Regions from separate parts of the Gossypium hirsutum genome. Here region 1 is linked to region 2. Evidence: chromatin contacts called from public Hi-C data. All regions are on one chromosome and are shown on one strand. The core of a region is the stretch at or near the end of the contact, and the rest is flanking DNA. Distances in the headings are between cores, read along the strand shown. Region 1 holds the start of LOC107916618 (trihelix transcription factor GT-1). Region 2 holds the start of LOC107918232 (F-box/kelch-repeat protein At1g67480).

Region 1 (4,672 bases), core at 1,016-3,515, 570 kb after region 2:
AGGCTAGTGACACTGTCACTGAAATTAAAAGGTTAGAATTAATTGCAAGGGGTTGAAAATGAAGGGGAAAGTAACAAGCAAGGCTGTCCATCTTGGTTAAAAATGCTGAAAAGAAAGGTTACGAGGGAAAAAAGTGTGACTGTTCAGTTTTATTTTTAAGTAAATCCAATTTAACAGATGAATAAATAGAGGGTGATACTTAAAGGTTCCCAGAGTAATGCGATAAATAACGTTACTGGTCTTATGAAAAATATGCACGTACTGTGGTGCCTTTTTTCTGAAAAGAATATCATGGTGCTTTCAAGATAGGAATACTCTTCTCTAATTATGCCTCATATTGAATCCAGCAAGAAGTTGACGAAGGGCATAGGGTTAATAAGATTAATGACACTGCACCAATAATTCTAAGAATTATCCAAATTAACTTGAGGACAAATATTACAACAAGCTTCTAAAGCAATGAAACTAAAATCAAGATAAACCAGAAGACAGCAAACTTACGTAACAGCAGCAACAACATACCTTCAAGAGGACCAAATGTTATGCTGGTATCCTCAAAACCTGCAAGAGTCCGAACATAATGGTGATAACTATTAAAGTCATGGTAAAAGAAAAAACCGAATATACGTGGCAATAAGCCATCAGGTAGCTCAAATGAACACCATGCTAGTCTGCTAACAGAAGGGAGAGAGTAAGAAAGAATAGACATTTAAATCTCCAAAAGCAGGAGAAGAAAACTTATGTACTACTTTCATGAAGAAATGCGAAATGCGACATCAAGGTTTCATGAAAGAAGATCAAACCTGATAAACCTTGTAAAAGTAGAATGAAGGCATTGGAAAATGGATCAAACCGCATAAGAAACAGAGGAAACAGTAGGTCACATATAAGATTTAAACATACTATTTCCCTACTTCTTTCAAAACGGTATTCTAGATTTCGAAATAATTAAATATATTAATAGATTTTCAAAAAATGAATCCAAAATCATGTCAACCAATTATTTTGTAAATGAATTTTAAAGCAGCAGCTTTCATGAAGGTTGAAGAAAACCCCTCTTATAAAGCAGTCACCACAACCATTAAAAAAATGCCACTCAAAGTTATTAGACACCAAAATTAATTTCTGTTCTCAACAATTCACTATACCACTCTTAGTAACTCAATAACAACTTAAATTTGAAAAATTACAGGCTTTTTGAACAAGAAGGGAAAATCATTAAAGCTATATAACTCAAAAACGGATTCTTAAATCCAAATAAAGGATTTAAAGAGAAAGCCCCATCAACCATAGTAACAGCAAATCATCAATAAAAGTTCGGACTCTTTAAATGCAAAATGAAAAGGGCAAAAAAGAAGTCAAAAGTAGTACATAAACCCTTATCAGAGAAATGCATAAAGGAATCAAGCTTGGGAGGAGGAGTTGGAGCCTTATAAGGCTTCTTTGTCCTCTCCCTTAAAATCTCTTCAATTTCCTTATAGGTTATCTTGACTGAACCGCTCCCTCTATCTTGATGCTTAGCTTTCTTAAACTCCTTCAACAAGTTCCTCCACTTGTCCGTACACATAGTTGGGGATCGATCGAACCCTTTCTTCCTCATCATAGCTGATATCTTCTCCCAAAGGTGCTTGTTCGATTTAGAAGTATTGAAACGGCCGTCCATTTCCTTCCGGAAACCGATAAGGCTTCGGGTTTCGTCTTGGACCCAGGTCTCGGCTCTTTTCTTCGGGGCTTTGACTTCTGGGTCATCGCCGCTGCTTTCGCCCAAGATCATTTGCTGCTGTTGTTGGAGAGAGTGAGGATGGTGGTGGCGGAGATGATCCGGTAAACCCCCATTGGTGGTGACCTCGATGATCATGTCCCGGGCCATGGCAGCAGGAGCTTCCTTGTATAAATCAATGGACGAACAAGTACGTGGCAGCGAATCGGAAAGGAAAATGGTTTATTTTTTTCTTCTTCGCTTGTATATTAGGGGTTTAAGGCGTTTAGGAGTTGAAAAGAGTGAGAGTTTTGAACAGGAGGAGAAGTGAAATCATGGAGCTTGAATTTGATTAGTCTTTTCTTCCCTTTTCCAGAGCTTAGCCGATAAATAGTAGTGAAAAAAGAAAATAGCGTGGGCAATTTCTTTATTTATTTTTGGTAAATAAGGGTAATAGAAAGTATTACAACCAGGTCATTCAAAACATGATCAGTTGGCTGCAAGACCAGTTTCTTTATCTTGCCTTCGGCAGTTGCCTTGCATTGTCCCTCCCTACCTTTCCCTCTCGATAATTTATTTTAAGGGTAAATTATATAAGTAATTATTTAACTATAAAATTATTTATTTTAGACATTTAAATAAAAAAGTTTATAATTTAGATATATAGTAAGGTTCTTTTGATAAAAATGTTAAAATCCAAACAGAAATGACATTTTATGTTAAATAATAATATTATTTTAAAAATTAAACTTTTGAGTTTCTTTATTTTATCATCTATCGTCCGAACCCTCTCGGTCACTTGGCTCCAAAACCCTCTCCACCTCTCCATCCATCTCCTCTCTTTTCTTATATAAAAGCAATGGTGGAGCACCAAACATGTCAGGAATGTCAACTCCATTAAGATAACCCTTTATCTCAGGAATTCTAAGAGCAGCTACATTTAGGCCGAAAAACACAATGGAAAATAATTCAAACTCTCACTTACAGTGGATCGGTCAACACTTAAAAGTGAGACCAGAGATGGATATGCTAATCATGCATGATAGTGATTGTTATGAACTTGTTAAGGATATTGGTTCAGGGAATTTTGGTGTAACTAGGTTAATGAATGATAAACAAATAGAGTAACTTGTTGCTATCGAGAGAGGTAGTTTAAAAACCTTCCAATTTTTTTTTCTAAATTTTCTGAGTTTTTCTTGGTTTGGTGATTGAGAGCTGGAATAGATTTGAGCGAATTTTCTCTTTAGTTTATTACTAGTTCCAGTGATCAACTTCATGTAATTTCTTATTTGAGTTTAAATTTGCAGCTGTCAGTTTTGATTCGTAGTTCATAGTTCAAATTTATTACATAAATGATATTAAAATTTAAAAATTCATGTTTATCATATTAGTTTTGTAAGGTTTAAGACCCAAAGATGAGGTGAACTACTTAATTTATTAACATGTTGAATTCTTTTCTTTGTAAGTAAAATTGCTTTTAAATGTTGATTTATGGTAAATATTAAATAAATAAAAAACGAACACAAAAGATAAATTTTGATATGAATGTATAAATATATATTTAACAATTTTAGATTTAAATAAATGTGTAATGATTTAATTTTAGTCGGTATAGAAAAATGTGATCTCGAATTTAATTCCGTAAACCAAACTGTGAAATTATGAATAGAATGATTTTTCTTTTAGTATGAAAATATATTAGTGGGTGGTCGGGTAATTAAATTGAGTGGTTCAAGAATTAAATTGTAAGAATGTAATCACTATTAAACTTTAAATTAAAAAATACATGGGGACTTGATTTGCAATTAACCAAAGGACCTAAAGATTATTTAATCATTATTAATTAATGGGTTAGTAAAATGTGATGATTAAATCCACTTAACCTTCATATTATAATTATAATATATAATAGTCTTAAATTAGTAAGGTAAACATGATTAATTATGTTAATTAAATTGTTAATCTAAATATATATATAAAACTATTAGTGGGAGAGATAAAAAAAAAATCCATCTTTTTCCTTAGCACCGAATAGGAAAAAGAGAAAGAAAAGCTTGAAGTTTCTTCAAATTCGGACCTAAATTAGATAAGGTAATTAAGTTGTTTTTATACCTTGATTTTTAAGGCGTGGTATTACTTACTCATGTTATAGATTTTCAAAAGGTTAAGTTAATTGCAAAATGTCATTATAGGTATTTTAGTGAGATTAAGTTTGATAGTAATAGATTTTATTGATAATGAGTTTCGATAATATTAATGTCACGAGTCGCGGATCAAAGCCCGTGATGATTGCGCAAAGAACATTTCATGAAGGTCAATCGATTAAATAGGGCTCATTCGACCCACTTAAATTGGCCCGATTCATGGAACATGTGAAGAAGCCCATCTACTTGAAGCTTTGGTGGTCCAATGAAGTACTTATGGAAAATCAAGGCTATCTTGGTAAATAAGTAATCTTAGAAGATTTGTAATTTGATAAGATTTGATTTTGTAAATGTAACACCCCTTACCTGTCTCTATTGTCAGAATCGGATTATGGGGTGCAATAATAATAAACAGAACAGAAACATGTGAATTTAATTCAAAAATTCGATAAAACTATAGTCATATATCAATTATTCAATCAAACATGTTTTGCATACAATTTCGAGCTTAAATCAAGTTTACAAAAGCTCTAAAATCAACCTGGAAACAATCAATGACTGAAGTGAAACATTTTAGAAAAGAATGGGAAAAGTGTAAAACAAGGGTCACATGCCCGTGTGAAAGGCTATTGTAACACCCCTTACCCGTACTCGAGGCCGGGATAGGGTACGAGGCATTACCGAACATGCATACAAATGTTCATGCAAAACTAGGCTATAAAATTTCTTTTATTTCAAAAGTCATTCAAACATATACGAAACGTCCCTTGCATGGACCTACGAGGTCCAAAACATACATTGGAAAATAGTTCAAGACCAAACCAAAAGC
Region 2 (4,717 bases), core at 1,568-4,067:
TATAATTTAACATATTTTGCGTTACTTTTTTTTCAAACAACTTATAGTATTCCTGTTTTAAGATGAAATTTTTTGAAATTTTTTTTTCAAAGTTTTAAGATGGAATTAAGGTCTGATTGTTATACAAAAAATGATTTTCTAAAAACTAAATTACTTTACAAAAGAAGTAATTTCTTTATTGTTTGAATGGTTGTGCAAAATCTTTTTGTTATTTTGTGAATTGATATAAAAAAAAATTATATTACATTTAAAAGTGTTGATCCTTTTTAGCTTTAAATGTATTGATCAAGAAAGGGATGTCTCTATTCTTGATCCTTAAATTAAGATATATACCTTTTGTTTTATTTCAATAATTTTCAAAAAAACTTGTGTTTTTAAAATAAAAATAGATTTTCATTAGTCAATTATTGTTTGCCAAACTTTTTCTTGCAAAATAAGCGCGGGGTTATGGCAAAACAACTCTTAGTTTTAGTTACAAGCAGTATTTGTATAAATTATAAACAGATGAAGCATTAGAAGGTATAATTAGATAAATAAATTGAAAAGTTAAATCAAAATAGCTTTGGAGATAATTCGCAGGTAAGATTAAGTTAAGACATGATTTGAACTTGGGACATGAAGTATGTTTCTAAAAGAAAATAGATGGTGAGGGGTGGGCCCATCCTTTTTTACACTGAGGCTTTGTAGGCTGGGGGTAACCCAGCTTATAGGCGGAAGTGAGAATTGAGAAATATGAGTTGAGGGTTTGGTAACTTATTAAGCAAGGACCTGAAAAGGGCAATATCATTGGCCTCGAAGACCAATGATCAATGAATGAACGAAGTAAGGAGCTCTGAAGAAGCCTTGATCAAGGACAATATGGAATTTATTGGCTAAAACTTGATCCTGCTGATTGATGCTGCCTTCAATTGCGTGCATCAGCCACTCTACATCTGTTTCTTGAGCCATTATTATCTCCTCCCCACATCCCTGATATTAAACTCATTTCCCACCCTTCCTCTCTGCTCTATATTTGCATATTCAATCCTGCTTATATCGCTAATCCATGTAAACAAGCCAGCCAGCTTTAGTTTTGTGCCACTTCCCAACCACCAAAAAAACAAGACGAAAGATATAAAGCATTATCACCCAGGATATTTTGAAAAAAGAAATGATAAAACAGAAATCCAATTAACAAGTTCAACCTCAACAACATAGGTTTTGGGTTCTGACATGTTCCCAGTCCAAATCAGCTTAACACAATCAAATTTAACTTAAATGAGAATACATAGGTCATTCGTCACTGAAGATCCTTAAATTATCAGGGCATGCTTCTTTCAAGCTTTAATAGTCACACTGCATAGGCACAGACCAGAAAGCTTTATTTCAGAAGTTTGCCATTCTGAACCCGGGGCTGCATTTGGATCATACAAAAGTGTGTGGTAACCAGGGTCCCCTTCCACTGACAATAGTAGCAGTTTTCCATCCAATATCCCAAAACGGAACCCTATACTTGTGCTCCCTGTCAATGGCACCGAAACCATCTTCCAGCTATTGTCATCTGGGTTGAATATTGCCAGCTTCCGCTGGTTCTTCCACTCCATGCAGAAAAGCTGCTTCTCCAGCACAGCATGGGCAGTGACCATCACACACCCATTTTTCATCTCACACCAAGTCTGCTTCTCAGGGTTGTACACATCAACAAACCTCGAGTTTCCAATAGTGAAGCTTGACCTACCACCTAAGACATAAAGCTTTCCGTTCAATCCACAGGCAAAACAACCCCAGCGAGGTCGACGTAGACTTTCAATGAGTGTCCACTTATCTGTGTCAGGGTCATACACCTCTGCAGTGGAGAGGCTCTCGCCTTCAACCGCATAGCCTCCAACGACGTAAACCACACCATTTACCTCCGCACAAGCAAAATCATAGCGAGCAACATTTAAGTTTGCTAGTTTGCTCCAGCTGCAATTATGATGATGTGTTAAAACCAATAAGAAGTCCAAGACAAAATATTAAGCGTCATATAAAAAGTGAAAATGGAAAACAAACCAGTTGAGGCAAGAATCATATTGATAAACGTCTGCAGAGGCAGAAGCAGTTCCGTTGATGACTGAATAGCCAGCAAGTACAAGAAGCTTTCCATTGAGGACAGTTGTCCCAAATCCAACTTTTTCTGGACCAGGCATTGGTGGAAGAAGCCTATGTTTCTGGCCCAAACAATCCAAAACCTCCCAGTGGCTTTCCTTTCCTTCAGAATCCATAGTTAGAACATAAAGCCACTCTTCAAGCATTCCAGCTATCTTTCGTTCCATTAAGAATTCTTTGCTTTGAATGAATGATCTCCACCTCTTACATACACCACCCATGGAAGGGAAGCTAGAACGAGGAACTAGAGCAAGGCAATACTTGGCCACATCATCCGGTAGCCCTGGAAGCAACGGGCTTTCTATTTCATCAGTAGCCTGAGAGGGTGAACGGTGATTGCCTTTTGAATGATCTGGCATAAGCGGGGAGCTGAGACACATATTGGGTTCTGTGATTCTCTTCTTTTCTCTCACAAAACCAGGCATTTTTTTCTAGATGGTTCTCGTATGCGGTACAAATATATTTTCCCAAAAGAATGCGTCAATATTTATAAATGCTAGTCAACTAATTAAAGAAACTCATGAAATCCATCACCTATAGGGATTTTACAACTCCAAGGCATAAGTGATGTAGCAGAACGGATGACTTGAGCTGTAAATGCCGATGAAACTCTATTCTTAGTCCAATCTGATTCATATTCCATGCCAAAAGCCCTCTTTCCTGTTGAACTCTGCAAAGCTTTTCCCACACCTCTGTATCCGTTCCGTTGCCCACACATTGCCCAAATAACTAAATGCAAGATTGTAAAACCATAACCAATTAGTATGAAGACAGGAAACCAAAGAAACAATAGCTTACCGACAGGAAACCAAAGAAACAATAGCTTATCTCTACGGTCATTGTCAAATCAATACCTTTTAAGGCCATAAAATTCAGAAGTTTTAGCCCCCAATAACTTCCATTATGATGAAACCAGTAATCACCTGAATATATAAATTAAAATGAAGAAAGGTCAATTCAACCAATACATATCCAGTTCATATAACAGCGATTCTGTCTTCAAATAGACAACTTGTTTTGATCATGATTCTCCAGGCCGGCAGCAGTGACTTATGTACTGCTGGGAAACACCCAAAGCCAAACAGAAATACAAAATAATAATAATAATGGTGGTGGTGGTGGTAGTGGTGAAGTAAGTGTTCCTTTCTATTATTCTAAACCTAAAACTCTAACATGTTGCAAAAAGAAGGTATTAATTTATTTGCGGTGGTAGATACACAAAAGGGGCGAACAACTCAAGGGGCTTATTATATATCTCTGAACTTGTAAAACCCAGATCTTGACTTGACCTACCCAACCACCCTAACTTAAATTAAAATAACTACAACTAAAATTAACAGATGAGTTCTTAAGATGAAATGTATGATATCATAGAATCAAAAGGATTAAAGTAAAAGGCAGCAGACCAACAAATCATCTATCAACAACCAGAAAACCCAGATTCCTGGAAAGTAAAGTTGGGGGGGGGGTAGGAAGACAGCCGAATGTTCTTATCCAAAATCCTAACAGTCTGGCAATAATACTATTGAAACACGTTAGATCTGAAGATAAACACTAAAAAGATCCCCAAGTTCACGTCTCAACAGGTTCTCTAACCTGGTAAGAAATATTTTTTTTTTTGGTTTAAAATTTTTAAAGGAAAAAAAAAACCTAAATGAACATAAATTTTAAAAGAAAGGAGAAAGGAGGCAATGTATATAGAGGTGTGAGGAAAGGGGGATTTACCTTTGAAGATCCTGGAAAAGAGGAGAATGAAAAAGGGTTGGTGTTGAAAAGAAAGGCGTAAAAGGGGATGAGAGTGTTTTGAGGCAAAGCAGCCATGAATAAGGGAAAGAATTTATAAGCATAGAAAAAGCAAGGCAGAAAAGGGCGAGAGGGTTCCACCACTCACTAATCATCTCATTATCATTATTATCATCATCATTATTTATTCATTTATTTCTTTCATTTTAAGCCTCCGTTTATTTCGTGACATCAGACAAATAATTCTTTTCCTGGTAAAAAGAAAAAAAAGAAGTCAAGTCTAATATAGGAGAATGATTTGGCTTTACTTTTTTATATTTTCACTCTAATTTTTTAAAATTAAAAAAATACACTTTTAATATACTAAATATTAATATATATTTTTAATTTAAAAATTAAAATATAAATATTAAATTTATAATTTACACAAAATATAGGGTCTAATAATAGAATTTGACCAAACATATCCATTTGGTTTCATCAAAGGTTTGTATTTGAGAGTTTATTTTTGTGTAGTGCTCTTATTTTTGAAAAACTAAAAAATAATAATAATTTGGTTTAGTTTTACTGCATAATTTTTTTTATATTGGTTTTACTTTTGTTGTTGATTTTATTATTAAATTATTACGTGTTATTTTTAAATGGTGGATGAGTATATTAAAATATTTTTCAGGATGATATATATATATATATAAAGGTTACATATATTTATTCAAGAATAAAAAAAATCCAACTGGTTTGAGCTTTAGATAAATAACAAACATAATTTGTATTTAAACTGATAAAATAATTGTTGATTAACATAATAAAAATATCAAGGACGAAAGAATTGGATAAATATATATAT

The links. Hi-C and Micro-C count contacts between places; a contact is called where the count stands out from the background.
Region 1: a contact with region 2 is called in a Hi-C map of leaf, with 2.0 times the contacts expected there. The contact joins the promoter of LOC107916618 here to the promoter of LOC107918232 in region 2. A contact is called at or near these places in 3 of 34 Hi-C or Micro-C datasets (callus and leaf).

Annotation. Positions count from the first base shown.
Region 1 is chrA01:95,728,896-95,733,567 of Gossypium_hirsutum_v2.1, forward strand. LOC107916618 (trihelix transcription factor GT-1) reads right to left here and starts at 2,266. Exons shown (of 5, transcript XM_041109881.1): 1 at 1,372-2,266; 2 at 523-561. The coding sequence starts at 1,870.
Region 2 is chrA01:95,156,744-95,161,460 of Gossypium_hirsutum_v2.1, forward strand. LOC107918232 (F-box/kelch-repeat protein At1g67480) reads right to left here and starts at 2,818. Exons shown (of 2, transcript XM_016847770.2): 1 at 2,032-2,818; 2 at 1,152-1,944. The coding sequence starts at 2,552. The coding sequence ends at 1,317. LOC107918230 (mannosyl-oligosaccharide glucosidase GCS1) reads left to right here. Exons shown (of 22, transcript XM_016847769.2): 22 at 1-3,616.